Linked DNA regions of Bicyclus anynana: region 2 is linked to region 1. A link is a contact called in public Hi-C data. All regions are on one chromosome and are shown on one strand. The core of a region is the stretch at or near the end of the contact, and the rest is flanking DNA. Distances in the headings are between cores, read along the strand shown. Region 1 has its middle 35 kb from the start of LOC128198563. Region 2 has its middle 24 kb from the start of LOC128198563.

Region 1 (2,724 bases), core at 165-2,664:
TGATTTCCACCCGCGCAGTCCTTTCCCCCCGTCGCCCGCATATCATGGAAGTGTAGTCAACGAACGTGCCAAGCTATAATCGGGTATACTCCGACAATAAATGCGTGAGCAATACGATTTCTTTAAAGGTAACTTTTGAAGACAAAAGCTTTCGAATAAAGTTTTTTGCAACATTGATGCCAATATTCTCTTTTACCAATTTGAACGATGATAAACATACAATAGCTACTAATAGTAATATACCTATATAGGTACCCTCCAAGTATCAGTATAGCATACCTACGTATCAGTGAGTATAAAGACAGACACACACAGAGCGAGGTATGGCGAGCACGTGTGGCGCACAAAAAACGCCTTAATAACACGAGGTGCCGCGGGGGTCGTCGCTAGTGCTGCTCTGCTGGTACATTTCACTTGGTATCGATATTTATTAATACATATAAATAAAATTCAAGTATTCTAGCGCTTATAGTTATTTACACGATACTTGTACAAAATCAAGCTTTTATGATTTTTTTGGAAGTTGACCGATCATGGTATGACTTTTATACTGGAAGATAGAAGAGGTTATTGAGTAGTATATAGGCTATTTTTTATCTCAGTAAAGTCTATGGTTACCTAGGGATTTGTGAAAAACTGAATTTCACGCGTACGAAGTAGGAGGCGTCCGCTAGTTATTAATAAAAATAATTGTATACGTACAAGAAATAATTTAAAAAAAGTATTATTTATGTTAAGGATTTTTTTTTTCGTAGAGATTAAATAACATTGCAAGGGTCATTTTTATGCTATAATAATTTTTAAATATTAAAAACAATATTTTTACGTTTGCAATATGCAAATATTATTGACTCAAACATACAACATCAGATTGACTACGATTGTACGAATAGTATGTAAAAGTGAAGATATTGAACAAATCTGAACCATCTACAATTATATACCTACTCGTATGTGCTTTATTGCTCATAATATGATTATTGTCTATCTACTATCAAATATGTCATCATCCTCAAATAAAACGTTTTATTTGTATTTGATTGAATTAAGATTGTAAGACTGCATAATCATAAATCAATCAAAAATTTATAATTATTAAATTAATTAACGGCTCGCTTCTCACTAATACTGTTTAAGGAAATCTCACAATACTTCTTGCCTAAATTGTATGGTTTGATTTACAATTTAAATGTTTTATTTTCGTTGGTGAAAAATGCATATAGTTAGGCCTTCCTTACTAAAATAAAGCAGTATAATAAGGCATATTACTCTTTCAGTTGAGGGTGGGTATGTAAGAAATGCAATTTACATTTAGTAAGTATTTATTTATCGAGTATCGACGTTTAGTGTGCGGCGCAGCACTGCGCAGGGACGGGTTTAATTACACGGCTCGGGCGACAGGTTGTCGGGTGACGTCATGCTGCATGTGCGGCGGTGTGGCCGAGGTGTTTATCCCGCACCAGCATTGTTCACAGCTCACACAGCTATAGCTTCTGCTCTGATTACTGCAATATACACTGATATGAGACGTGATAGCCCAGTGGATATGACTTCTGTCTTCGAAGGGCGTATAGGTTTGAATCCAGTCCGGGGCATGCTCCATCTTTACAGTTATATACATTATAAATAATTAAATATCACGTATTTCACGGTGAAGGAAAAACTTCATGAGGAAATCTGCATAACTGAAAATTTTCTTCTTTGAAGTCTGTTAATCCGCATTGGGCCAGCGTCGTGTTAAACAGTGAGTCGAATATGGATTGTTTATGATGATAATGATAAACAGATATTGGATATTTCTTCATTAGGATCCTATTTTAACATCCCACACAAGGCCAAGCCTATACCTCTCTCTAGGAGGATGGATATGGAGCTTAGATCACCACGCTGTTAGAATCCAGGTTGGTGGGCCCTAATGATGTAAACCAGAAGTTAATAATTGCGACCGACAGTTTAACGACAGTACCGACCGACATTAACTAAATATCGACAGTTCTGGTGGTAGACATCGGCCTGGGCTAGTTAGCAGCCTACCGACAAAGACCACTAAGCAATTTAGTGGTCCGTTGTGATATCGCATTAAAACTATCAGAGTAAGCAAGTAAGCCGCTATCATCATCACTTACATCTGCCAAGGTTGCGGACAAGAGCGCTAACTTTATATAAAAAATATATATACGTTACGTTAACCCATATTCGGCTCACTGCTGAGCTCGAGTCTCCTCTCAGAATGAGAAGGGTTAGGCCAATAGTCCACCACGCTGGCCCAATGCGGATTGGCAGACTTCGCACACGCAGAGAATTAAGAAAATTCTCTGGTATGCAGGTTTCCTCACGATGTTTTCCTTCACCATTTGAGACACGTGATATTTCATTTTTAAAAAATATATATAATAATATGTAGATAATAGTTTATCATGCGACATCGTTTATGTTATTATGTTACCTTTCTTTATCAGTATGATTTAGCTAACGTAACAAGTTCGCCGCAGAACCGAAACTTTTATTAGACAGTTTATTTGTTCCCGAAGCTTCCATTCGTTTTTATTCTCTTTCTCATTTTAAATGGGGGTTCATAAAGCATACGTTTCACTGGGAGCCGCAGTTTGACAAACATACAGTTTCCACCTATACGACAAAACATAATTGATAAACACTATATCTAGTGACTTATTATAATATTATGGAGACAAGCTGTAATATAGATTTACAGTACAGGCGCCG
Region 2 (2,724 bases), core at 115-2,614, 59 kb before region 1:
TTATGAAGCAGTAGCGCTTCTAATTGCCCTTTCCGACCTGGCCGCTATCGGATAGCAATTTACCGGCGGATCGGGATCGGGGAAAAAATATAACGCCCCCGGGGCGGGGGTAGTTTGATACGTTAAGGCGAGGTCTCGAACACTGACACTAGCACAAGATCAAAATGTTGTTCTTTATTTAAATATATCCAACTGGTTAGATTCGGCTAGCCGACGCCCTGCGGTTTCACCGTGTAGTTCCCGTTCCCGTGAGAATACAGGGATAAAATATATCCTATGACACTCACAAATAACTCACTAACTCACTCACACTAACGTGGCTTTCTAGTGGTAAAAGAATTTTCAAAATCGGTTCAGTAGATTTAGAGATTACTCTCTACAACACCAGAAACTTTATTTCTTTACAATAATAATTCATAATTCATTTATTCATTTGAAAAAATACCGACCGAATTGAGAACCTCCTCCTTTTTGAAGTCGGTTAAAAATGCAAGGTTTACAGTTTGTTCTTTTATATATTCGTATAGATGATTAGCGGATGCCCGTGACTTCGTCCATGTAATATTTAGCTTCTTAAATCCCACAAGAAGCATGTCTTTTTCGGGATAAAAGTAGCCAATATGTTGATCAATCAGTCAGACTGATGAATAAAAATTTTCCCTTAAGGTTCTCAGCCTGAAGTTGGCAAGTTGATGGTGTTTCATCAACCTATATTGGAGCAGCGTGGTGGGTCTAACCTCCATATAAGGAGGGAGGCCTGACCCTGTAGTGGGCCGTTAAATAGGCTTATATTGATGAGTATGTCAGGAAGACCTACGTGTAGCCTCACCTTAACAGACGCCTAATGTCATTTGCCGCAGGCCTCAGCCGTGTAGGCGCGTTTAGGAGATATCGTGTGACGGGATCATTAGGACTAAGGGCCCGCGCACACTGGCGCGATTTTTGAATGTTTGTTTTAATAAAGTAGATACCTCCGGCTCTGTGGCTATCTAAGTTATGAGGCCCAGGGTTTGAACCAGGATATCAGACCTACATAAAAAAAATATTTTAACAAGTTATATTAGTTTTTATATTATTATTATATTATAAGAGAAATCTCAATAGCAGCCTGAAGTTGAAAAATTGGATTGTTTGTACCAGAGCACGAAAAGTCTCTCAGTAGTGATAATAATAAGGATGTACTATAGCCAAAAACAGTCAGAACTTACACAGAAACTCAAAAATTCTATGTAATCTATTCCTTATTAACTTAACAAAGACATCATTCTAAAGCTACGTATCACCGCCTCTCAGGTGCGCTCCGCCTCGCCATCGATCCGACAGGTGAGTGGCTCCCCATTGGTCGGGCGCTGCCGTGGCACAGGTGAGCTTGCCTTCCACCAATCAGCGCGCAGTACACACACATAGATAGCACCTTCAGGTAATACAGGTGTAGGAGGAGTGATATCTGCGGGTACATGTAAGTAACTATGTAGTAGCTTAACCCACTCAGTCTGTTAGTTACCAGCCGTGTCCCAGTTATTATTCGCCGTAAAAATATAATCTAGGTATATCAGCATCTTTTAATACCAGTGACAGGGTTTTTAAGGCATTTTCCCCTTCAATTGCTCGGGAAATACTGTGTTAGGAATAGGTCGACAACAGTCTTGCGGTTGGGGATCGAACCACCACCTCTCGGTGATGAGTTCAGCCCTATAACACTGAGCTATTGAGGCCTTATACGTAAAAATTGTTCGTAATGAGTTCTTAGGACAGGCGGTACCTAATTTTTGCATCTGTGGCACTTATACGAGAAAGGCTTTGGAACTTAGGCCAACATCATTTCTATAAACACCACTATTTTAAGTTAATGATAACCAGAACCGACAGCTTAAATCGTACCTACTTACCTACTTTCCTCTCTGAGGCACCAGCGACTGCCTAACTTTGGGCTGCTGCTGATAAGTAGGTACTCGGAAGAGATAAAAGCTCATTATTTTGTAGCCCAAGACTATAACCCGTGAACTCAACATCCATAATCAGGCTAACCACTGGACCAATGTATCAGTCAGGTACCGTGACTGAGTGAGCAAGTATATAATTTTACGAACTCATTACTAAAATCAAATTGAAACGTTCTCTCCACGGTACGCGGTTATTTAAATCATCGACATCGCACGTCGCCGCGCACTGCATTTTAAATCCTACGTAAATCGTAATAAGATATAAAACGCTGTGAGACTCAAATAGAACTAGTTTATTACATTTACAGAGTAAATTCAATATATTCAGATCCGGCGCTCTTCGTGGAATCATTAAATCTCGCCCGATATACTTGATGTGCTACATCTAGTAATCTTAGGTAGTGCTGCAACTCACCTATTACCTACTGTGAATAGTGTATTCGATAACGTAAAGCACGGCAGCCAACGCGAATGAAGCTAGGCTGGGCGATAGATATCCTCGTCGATCACCCACATGCAAAGATTTTATGATAGACATATGTCACTAGCGCGTCAAAACTGAGGCGAACAAAAGCTGCTAATTGTATTAATTTCAATGAGTCGTAAACAACGAAAGTTATTTATATAAATTATACCTAAATATTGTACAGAATATCGAGTTGTGTGTTCAGGAACTTTAAAAACTGTATCTATATAAATATTATAATGCGATGATTTTTAGGCACATAACATATCTAGGTATAGTATAAAATATCGTTGTCCACAGGTCATCCGAAGAGAA

The links. A called contact is a pair of places that touch in the nucleus more often than the background predicts.
Region 2: a Hi-C map of whole larva shows a contact between it and region 1, with 1.7 times the contacts expected there. The contact joins two enhancer-like sites. A contact is called at or near these places in 2 of 2 Hi-C or Micro-C datasets (whole body and whole larva).

What each region holds. Positions count from the first base shown.
Region 1 is chr12:537,986-540,709 of ilBicAnyn1.1, reverse strand. No RefSeq gene overlaps it. Among protein-coding and RNA genes, the nearest start is that of LOC128198563, 35 kb to the left of the region's middle. Within about 2 kb of position 1,414, at least 8 of the 8 cell types and tissues checked have open chromatin away from gene starts, as enhancers often do.
Region 2 is chr12:596,606-599,329 of ilBicAnyn1.1, reverse strand. No RefSeq gene overlaps it. Among protein-coding and RNA genes, the nearest start is that of LOC128198563, 24 kb to the right of the region's middle. Within about 2 kb of position 1,364, at least 8 of the 8 cell types and tissues checked have open chromatin away from gene starts, as enhancers often do.